Linked DNA regions of Mus musculus: regions 1 and 2 are each linked to region 3. Evidence: chromatin contacts called from public Hi-C data. All regions are on one chromosome and are shown on one strand. The core of a region is the stretch at or near the end of the contact, and the rest is flanking DNA. Distances in the headings are between cores, read along the strand shown.

Region 1 (3,345 bases), core at 702-3,201, 950 kb after region 3:
ATGTGTTTTGCATCAGTTTAATAAGGGATGATCTCAAAAATGGTTTTATTTGTATTAATTTTTGTGAGTGTTCCCTACCTTCCTTGATTTTAATCTCCTTCTGCCCATTGTTTCTGCTGGCCTTTCTGGTTTTGGCATTGTTCTACAGTGGTTTTGACTCATGCTTGAAGTGAATGCCTTATTTTGAATGTCTTCTTAAACCCTAGGATTCATCCTTTTCTACAGTGCCAATGTCTTTCATTGCCCTGTCTCAATTTCAGCATAGATAAATTTGCTTAATTTAATTTTCATTACATTTTGAGCACTCAGTGTTCAGGTTAAAGAGTTTCATTGAATGAGATTAAAAATACATTCTATAGAGTCTTTTTAAGTATTGGATTTACAATCCATCTTAAATTTTGTGTGATGTCATATAACAGTACTTGTTTTCATGTGGTTGTCCAGTGTGCTCATCTACCACTGTTCATGTAAATGGCTCTCTTTTATCATCCAAACTTTGGTTTCATCTCTTCCTTAACTGAACTGACAACACATTTAGTCTGATATCCTCCTGTATTGACTCCAGGCTAGCAGGGATAAAGTCTCTACTGATTCTATGCTTTGCCCTAAGTCCACTACTGGAACAGTATCAGAATCAATATTTCTGTATTCTCGACCATATTCCAAATGAAATAGTGAATAATAAATAACTGATGGTTAAATATGGTTATTAGTTTAAGCATATTATGCCTATGAAGTAAAAAGGAAAAAGCAAAGAACAATGAGTGGTGTGGTAGAGAATTAAAGTGTTTGGGGTCTAAGAAGATAGGAAATCACTATTCAAATAGGTCTTAAGGAATGTTGCACTTTCTCCAGGACATGTATCTTCTCCACACATTCATGGAGGCATCAGTTGTCCTGGCTGACTGTTAGAAAAGACTTGGAAAGTATCAAATTATCTGGCTTGTAGTTTCCTGATGGTTAGAGGTTTTTTGCTTTTCCTTTGTCTTTTTCTCTCTCTTGTGACTGTGCAATGAAAAAAAAAAAAAACTATTGAGTAAAAATGTAACAGTTTGCTTTTTTAGATTGTTGGAAAACACATTGGATGCCTCAAAATGAAAAAAAAGGCATTCTGTCATTGTGTTCCACAAGTCTCACATAAGAGCAGAAAACCTCGAACTTATCCATATTCACTTGTGAAACTTAAGTATGTTCAGTTTTTTGCAACCGTCCCAGCCCATCACTTCCTATCATGGTACCGACCTCTTTTCTAACTAACACCTCCGTGAGACCTAAGTGCCTGATTAGTATGGAAACTCTAAAGGAAATAGAACAACTCTTAAGGAAAAGAACAATTTCCCTGGTTATTCCCTCATGGTGAAAAGCAGAGAGGGTTGGAACTTGGCATCTGAAAACTGTGAAATCCTAGGATTCAGGTTGTGCTCACTGAAGGGATGGACTTGTGGGTCTCGTGCGCTGTATTTCCCAGATTGTCGATAAGAATTCCTGCAGAACACGGGTGTGGCATTAGGAACAGATCAGTTTGGAAACTGCTGTGTTTTCCTTGTCATTTGCTCTCTGTGACCCTTTGCCATGTCCTCTGCTCTTCAGTTTTGCATCCATTGAATGACCTTCCCACTGAGGATTAATTTGTGGATGGGAAGTGCTATTCCACATGCAAATTGTAGAGCTCATTTGAATTAAAATGAATTAATGTGTTCAAGATTCTTTGAGCCAATAGCAGCCTCCTGTCCACTAAATTGTGTCATTACTATCAAGGCTAGTCACTTCGTGCTTAGCCTTGATGAGGAGCTTGGGGAGGGGACCTGGTACCTAAATCCCTGGGAATAGCAATTCAATCAGATTAACAGCTTTCTTTTAAGCAAGATGCTTCAGTGCTAGCCTTCCTCAGCTTTGGTGCTGACGCTGCGTGCCTTTTCTCTAGTGCCACTAGATGGCGATAAAATTCCTTATTGTCCTCTACCTCTTGCCCAGCACCAATCCTCCAGCTTCCACCGTTACTGCTTCTGAGTCTAAGCAGGCTCCACTAGGGTTAGAAGGGGCTCCTTTCTTGAGAAAAAAAATCCTGGGCCCCCAGGGGTGCTTGAGACAGAAAATGCCTCATGGCCTTGGTGACCGTGGAACTTTCTCTTCTTTGGCCTTGTCTTACTTTACTACCACATGGTTTATCCATTTCCTCATCTATAAAGACAGGTTACATACATACATACATACATACATACATACATACGTACGTACGTACATGCGTACATACGTACATACGTACATACGTACATACGTACATACGTACATACCTACATACGTACATATGTACATACATACATACATACGTACGTACGTACATATGTATATACATGCATGCATACATACATACATACATACATACATACATACATACATACATACATACAGTACAGACAATAGCTTATGGGAGTTTTCACATCATTGGAAAACCCTATTTCTAATACTAAAATCACACATCACTTCTATTTGTAAACATGATGTATGCCAAGCTGTTCCAGATGAAGACATTATCAATCTGCCTTCAACCTGCCTTTTCCCATCTCTAAACACCAGGGGAGAATCCTTCCATATCGTCCCTGCTTCCTTTCCAGGTGGCCCGGGTACACATTCCCAGGACTCTCTCCCCATGGGATCTGTAGTCATTGGTTAGGGGAGGCTACTCTCTCCTCCAAGATTTTTTTTCAAACAGCTTATCCAAGCCAGCTCTTCTTCCCATTAAAAAACAGAGGGTACTTTTGGGTTGTTTGTTTGTTTTTGGTTTTTTGGTTGTTTGTTTGTTTTTAATTCAAAGACCCCAAGATGACAGAGACTTAGAAACTTTTCATTTCTTTAGTCCAGTAGATTGTCAGCTCTACCATGGCAATCTCCTGTAAGATTTTAAAACGCAGATTGCTGGATGTCTGTCACCCAGGGTTTGTGAAGCAGGAAGTCTAGAAGTAGCCTGAGAATTTGCCTTTTAGCAGGTTCACTGCTGACACCAAGGCTTCTCTTCCTTCTTCACAGGACTAAAGGGAAGGTCCCAACCTGATGTTTCACAAGTGCAGAACCCGAGGTCCACTGAAGAGAAATGATTGCTCAAGGTCACAAAGTAAACTGAAATTAGCAAGGACGGGGATACCAGAGTCTTTTAAGCACAGCTCTGTAAGTCCTCATTCGAATCAGTGCTTCTTAGGAAATTTCTTTTCTTCCCTTTATGGAGAAAGGATTTGCTGAGCAAATTTACAGACAAAATCAGATGGTAGGTGAATTGTTTAATCTGTAATCACTTAAAATAGACTTCTATTATTTTTTTTTTTTTAGTTTAAATTAAAGCATGAACTA
Region 2 (3,576 bases), core at 917-3,416, 1.0 Mb after region 3:
GAGGAATCTCATAATCCCTTCAACTGGCTTATGCATTTTTAAATATATGAAAACAGAATTGCTGGAAGTTATAAAATAATGCTGGAGTGACAATTGTGAATCTTGATTTCATTCCCAACGTGGCAGCTAAACACACCATTCTCTTTCCTGGTGCAATAATGTGTAGATCTGTGTCCAGTTCACCAGGGCATTGTACAGCTTATTAAATATAGGCAATGTGTTTTGGAAATGGTTTTGGAATGAATGAGGTGGATACAGAATATGAACATAGCATACTCAAAATGTACATGGGAAAATTTACAATATACACACATGTTAACATATTTCCTCTTGCTTTTTTGATCTTTGTTAAGTCATAGTATATTTGAGCTTATTGTCAGATGTGTTTAGGAGCTGTTTTTGGTTAGGCAAAATATACATGGGAAAGAAAGGTATTTTGTCCATCATAAGAAGTTAATTCTATCACATTTGATGACTGAGGCTATGGTTTAGGGATTTGGGCAAGTGCAGCATGTATTGAATAAAGTTACTGAAAGTCAGTGTTCCAGCCACTAACTTCTCTAAAGTAATCATAATTATACCTTAGGTTATTAAACATTGTACATACTACATAACTTCCTATAGGTAATAAAATCCTAAAGCCAGCAAAATAATTTGACCAAAATGATTCTAACAAAATAATTGGATTTCAATTTATATGTACATTCATTTATTTCTGTATTCAATAAATAGTTATTGAATAGGTAATATTTATGCATAAGTAATTATGTATATATTATAAAATGGTTATGTGTAAGGCACTGTACAAGTAATTGTAATTATAACAATGAATGCAAAACATGAAGGTCCTCTCATCATTGAGACACCATTAAAACATCAATTTCTCCGGCTGTGAATGTTTGTGCTAAAGACATGTCAGCTCCTGGGAGCTAAGTATGGGGAAATGAATGATACAAAGGATAGATAGCATTAGAGGGGAGTATTTTAGATTCACCTGTATTTGCAGTAGGGCACACTTGAGAGATTACCTTGTGGCAGAGACCTGAGCAAGGATACAGTTGAGCCATAAAGTTTTCCAGAAACATTGAAATAGTGAGAAAAGTTGTAGAAACTCAGAGAGAGGGAGTTGTTTGCAGCAAAGAACTGAGAGGAAAGAGCCAAGAGGGCTGTTGATGCCATAGCAAGGAATACTTGGAAATATTAGGAGATGGTCAGCTAGCATGGTTTCTGTTGTTATCATTCTTCTTTGTATGTGATATGTACTTGATAGTGTGTATATGCATGGGTACTTGGTTGTGTGCATTGTGATACTGGGTATATGTGTACTTCGAGGTCCAGGTTTGGGTGTCTTTCCTTGATTATGCTCCGAACTTATTTATTGAGACTGGCTATCTCAGTGAATCTGGCACTCATGCTTTAGTCTAGGATAGTTTTGTAAGTGACCTTTAAGAACTCCACTGGTCTCTTCCTCTAGCACCTAGATTTCAGTAGTGCACAGCTACTGTTAACATTTTGCATAGATGCTGGAGATCCAACTAGAGGTCCTTTGTCTTTTTTGACAAGCACTTTATGGATGGATCCATCTCCACAGCACGGTTCTATGATTCCCTAGTGTTTCTACTGTAGATGACTAGAGTCTGACACAGAGACAGTCTAAAAATAATAGATAATTTTAAATAGGAAAGTACATTTTCTTTTTCATTTTGCAATCCTGCCATTATTGTTTATCATTCTTCTCTTTCAGAGATGAGAGATACAGAAGATCAAGAGCAAAAGCAGTTTCCAAGGGATGTTAGGCTTCTGAGCCTCTGTTCAGTGACAATTTTGGTCCTAATAATTGAAGACTAGATTTTCAGAGGAAATGTTTGATATCTGGGATTTATCCTGAACTGTACTTGCTGCTCATTTCTGGTCATGAATATATCTCTTGCCTCTGATTTTGCCTCCAAAGGCTCAGATGTCACCAGCCACCCTGCTGAAGTCTTACATTTCCAGCCATGGCCCCAATTGTGCATCCAATGGCCAGAGTAAACAAATGAGAAATTATCACTTGGAACAAACATCTGATTATCTCAGCAGCAATTGCTATGAAAACAGAACACAGGAAAGGGCAGTCGCTTGCTTTGCTGCTTTTATTCCAAGCTCTGATTGTTGTGGAATGAGGTGGCCTTTCCACCTGGCACCGGATAACAAGGACAGGTGGTGCCAGGTGGCATGGACTGTGGGGAAGAAGACAACACATCTGTGACCCACCCAGTCCAGCTCGGTTGACTCTCTGCATGTCTCTCGGGTGTCCTACTGTGGAAAGAATAAAAATAGAAAAAAGGATCCAAGGGATCCAGTTTGGGATGTGGCCCTAGAGCTTAGATATTATAGATCTTAAGCAAAATATGTTGCCTTTATTCAAAACTGCCCTATCAGTGGTGAGATGAATAGTGCTATTGTGAGACAGACTCAGGGAAAGTGAATACAGAAGTAGGTTGAATTGAACAAATAGTACTGTTTGGTGGCAATTTAATCTAATTAAAAACAGAAGTTTTAATGCCTGCTTTACTATATTTCTCTGTAATTTTAAGGATGAATACATTTTCAAGTATCAAAGAATTAGGTACACTGCATAAACATGATACAGGTACAAGATAAGATTTTAATATTGATCATTGGTCATCTTTTGGACTGATATAAGTAGGGTATCAGTATATTTAACAAAAATATTCATTGGTACTAAAATTTTAAATTAGAGTATTAAAAATGTTAACACTATGAGGTGATGCTTTGTAAGAAAGTGTTGAGAAAATGATGAGAGTGTAGCAAAAAAGAACAAAGTAAAAATTTCTTTAGCTTGTGAAGAACACATGTTGAGCATTTGTCAAATAGAGTGCCTTGGAAGTGGCAACCTGTGCCTCTAAAAATAGGCAAAGCATGAAGGGATGAGAAGGAGTACTTATATAGCTCTATGAGTCTCTTGGGCATGACATTTACTGAGATATTAAAGACAACACACCAATGCAATTTGAACAGGGACTTCATGAAAAATCAGAACGTCATTGTGTCTCCACATACACATGTGCTTTCCAGATGTTCAGCAGAGGCTGTGAAAAGATGTGATGTCATGTGCGATGTGAATGCTGGCTTTCAGAGATAAACATGACTCAGTGTGCATAACTACATGGTGCAGCCCTTCCAAAGAACAAAAATTAAATTTTATTATGATGAATAAATACTTGGGAGGAAGGAATTTTCCTATAATTACTGTATTATTCTGTGCCTTTAATATCAATTCAATTTCTGTTTTTTTATGTTGTAATATATTCATTAGTTATAACTAGAAATCATATTATAATGATGATAAAAGAGGGCACTGTATTATGACCAAATATTGAATGCCCAACAATTTGTATGTATGTGTGTGTATGTATATATATGTATGTATGTGTATATATATATATATATATATATATATATATATATATATATATATATATATATATTCACCACCAAAGTAAGTTATCCAATTGAAGATTGATACTTATAATTGGTCTTGTCTGATGTGGTTCCAAAGGTTGTGTTAAAGAA
Region 3 (3,350 bases), core at 501-3,000:
TGGGGTTGATGGTGACGGGCAATGGGCAAGTTCTGAGATAATAATAGTCACTAGCATCTGAGAGCTTAATAAGCCAGGCCATGCTCTAAATCCCTCACTCACATTAGCTCGTTTAATCCTTGCACCAACCTTCTTTGGCGAGTGCTATTATTGGTTCCATTTCTGGATAAGGAAACAATACAATGAGATCATCACTCATTCAAGGTCATGCAAATACAAGGTCAAAGACCAGTGTGCATCTTTGCGGCTGTACTATATTGAGATGCCTTAATCTGGAAGAAAATGACTTTCTTTAATATCAGCATTTATATTTCAACACCAGGCCAATGCAAATTTATGTAAATAGACATGCAGATCAGCTGCTACCCTGGCATTGGTGCCAGCTTCCCCTCAGGGATGTCAATGTAACAAAATTTAGCCATTGTCAATGATCTGAGCTACCACATGAGCAGACATTTCCTTAATTCCCTACATTTCTCAGACATGGAGGCAATACATATATTCACAGAGCTTGTGCTTTTATATGTTTTAATTTTATCTTTTTTTTTCCTTAGGTTTTCAACTGTGGGTAGTTGATACTCATTTACAAGGAGACCAGTTCTTCACTTCTATCTCATACTGCCTTTTCACACTCTTTGCTTGTGAGCCTTGCTGCAGTCCTGCAGGGGGGCCAAGCAAATGTTAGCATGGCTCTTGTGCTGAGGAGAAGTTTGCTCAGGCTCCCTCTACAGTTGCTCTGGTGCCTGTTGTAGCATTTTTAGACTTTTCCTGATGGTGTCATATCCTTTCTTTGCTGAGTGCAGGGAGGGAAGCTAGCAACCCCGTGGACTAATGGAAAGGAATGGCTTTTACTTTTTTCCTGTATTTTTATTTTATATGTATGGATGGGTTGCCTGAATATGCATGTCCATGTACCACATCTGTGCCTGGTGCTTCCCGAGGTCAGAAGAGGGTTTAGATCTCCAGTGAGAAGAGTGACAGACAGTTATGAGTCACCATGTGGGTGCTTGGTATGGAACCTGTGTCCTCTGGAAACACAGCCAGTTGTCACCACTGAGCTGTCTATCCATCTTCATACTGCTCTTTTGAAAAAAAAAAAAAAAGAGCTCGGGATATCCCTTAGTTGGTAGTGTGAGTGTCTATTATGCATAGAACATGGGTGGGTACTCCAGCCCAGCACAAAGCAGGTGTGTTGCCTGTTATCCCAGGGCACAGAAGGTAGGGGTGGGAGATTCAGACATTCCAAGGTCATCTTTGGCTTCAAAGAGAATTCTAGGCTAGCCTGAGCTACCTAGGGAGAGTGGGTAGTAGGACAAACACATAACCATGGGAAGACTAGCACTGTAATAAAGAAAAGGGGGTCATTTAAGAGCAAATAAGGTATCGCTAATAATTACACTAATGTAGCTAGTATAAACTTAGAAATCTTGAGAAAAGGTGAAGGCATGATCACCCCGGCTAAAAAGCAAAACCTCGATTTCTATGCACCATAGTGACTCTCTCTTTGTTCTGAGTTTTAGAAAGGTAAAGCATGCCCAGGGTCACATAATAAATACATGGCAGAGCTGTCTGTCCGATTCCAAAAGCTTGGGCTGTGGCAGATATCACAGATGGGGACTCTTGACATTCTAGCCACGAAAGAACTGACCGCATACTTCCTTTCTGCTCCCGGTTATGCTGCCAGCCATTGTCCTTGGATATGGGAACTCAGGTGAAGTGTGATGACTGTGCTGTCCCAGAAGAGGGCAGTGTTGCCATGTCAGCCAAGTCAGAGGCTACAGGAAACAGGAAGGAGGCCTGGATTGAGCAGGACTAGTGGCCTGGCTCAGCATCCCTAGAAAAGCCAGCCCCACCAGGCTGCCTCAAAACCAGCTGCTTCCCTGGCTTGCATCCCCTGAATCCTCACGGTAGATAAAGCTGCTGTCCCCATCACCTGTCTACTGGCTCCCATGATCCAACACCTGAACAAATTAGAGAACTCTGTGCCACCTGGGGTACAAAGAGGCCCAGAGAGAGTTTCCAGATAGAAAATAGGAACCGTTGCCATTTTTTATTTGCTCAGAATTATTCTAGAGCTGGGAGTGCTGTTGACATACTTGTTACCACTTAATCTTTAATAAGGAATCATTTTCATGGGGGAGCTGAGTTCTGGATCCATGCCAGTTTAGATAATTATATTCCCCCAGAAGACTGAAGCTGCTAAGGCAGAATTCTTTCCAAGAAGAGTGAGAAGTCTCAAAGACTGAGATTAAGTGTAAAATAGAGATTGGGGGTGGGTATCAAAAATGGTCTGTGGGAAAGAGACACCATGGCTTGATGAGGGCAAACCTCAAAGTGGCGCCACATAGCAGATTGTTTTTTTCTTCTTGTTTCCTTTGGGCTCATGGAGAGTGAGAGTCATTTGTAGTTTTTTGTCTGTAAGAAGGAATTCAAATTTTGCTCTTTTTAAAAAGGCACCTGATTTACAGGGGGTGTGAAACAAAGCAGAAAATGCTAAAAGGAGGGGGAATAACAGTTCACATGAGAAGAAAAATGAATACAGAAAAAAAAATCCTTTTAACAGTTTCTCTCATCTAAAGTGGTTAGGACAGCGTTTTTTACATTAACTTCAGCATTCTCTCAGAAGGGGATAAAAATGCCCTGTGATCCTCAGCTAAGAATTGCTGGTGATTTTATATCCTCTTGCTGGCATAGATCGTAATCAACCGGAAAAACCTCAAAATGACAAACAAACAAAAGACAGCTTTGTTCTCTGAGGTTCATTAGCTCCGGACAAGGCTGAGAAGCATCAGAAAATGAGGTGCTAGAAGCAGGCAATGTACAGAGGTCACGTTGGGGTAATTCAACTCTCCCCACTGTACCATCCTGTCCCTCTCTTTGGTTGCCAGAGGCCTGGTTGCTCCAAAGAATTGAGAGAAACTGAGGCTGAGGGGTACAGCTCAAGGGTGGTTAGAAAGAAGAGGCTCCTGGGCTAGTTCACGCTGAGCCCAAAGTTACTCACCTCTGCTTTCAAGGACATTACAGAGTAGCAAGCTTCATTTCTTCTTCCAGCCCAATCCCTCTTTGTTGCATCCTCATTAAGTCCAAATGGCATCTTATTCATGGACACATACGATTAGAAACCTCAAGGAAGCGGGTTCCTCTTTTCTCTTTCTCACCATTATTGAATTCAATCTCTCCTTCCCACCACTCCCCTGCCTTCTTCCTTCTCCCTTCTTCTTCCTCTGCCCCACCCCCACTCTTCACATTATTTCACCCTTATTTTCTTACCTATGACTACTTAAATAGAATCCCGTCAGCACACTATTATTGTTATATTATATTACATGTATGTGAGTGTTTTGCTTGTA

The links. A called contact is a pair of places that touch in the nucleus more often than the background predicts.
Region 1: a Hi-C map of cerebellar granule neurons shows a contact between it and region 3, with 2.7 times the contacts expected there. The contact joins two enhancer-like sites. A contact is called at or near these places in 3 of 484 Hi-C or Micro-C datasets (cerebellar granule neurons and cerebellum).
Region 2: a Hi-C map of cerebellum shows a contact between it and region 3, with 2.3 times the contacts expected there. The contact joins two enhancer-like sites. A contact is called at or near these places in 2 of 484 Hi-C or Micro-C datasets (brain and cerebellum).

Annotation. Positions count from the first base shown.
Region 1 is chr4:67,475,655-67,478,999 of GRCm38.p6, forward strand. No RefSeq gene overlaps it. Among named protein-coding and RNA genes, the nearest start is that of Tlr4, 650 kb to the left of the region's middle. Within about 2 kb of position 1,952, at least 3 of the 459 cell types and tissues checked have an H3K27ac peak or open chromatin away from gene starts, as enhancers often do. A contact at or near this core is called in cerebellar granule neurons and cerebellum, where this site is marked.
Region 2 is chr4:67,520,260-67,523,835 of GRCm38.p6, forward strand. No RefSeq gene overlaps it. Among named protein-coding and RNA genes, the nearest start is that of Gm23738, 660 kb to the right of the region's middle. Within about 2 kb of position 2,167, at least 5 of the 459 cell types and tissues checked have an H3K27ac peak or open chromatin away from gene starts, as enhancers often do. A contact at or near this core is called in cerebellum, where this site is marked.
Region 3 is chr4:66,521,906-66,525,255 of GRCm38.p6, forward strand. No RefSeq gene overlaps it. Among named protein-coding and RNA genes, the nearest start is that of Gm25480, 20 kb to the right of the region's middle. Within about 2 kb of position 1,751, at least 18 of the 459 cell types and tissues checked have an H3K27ac peak or open chromatin away from gene starts, as enhancers often do. A contact at or near this core is called in cerebellar granule neurons and cerebellum, where this site is marked.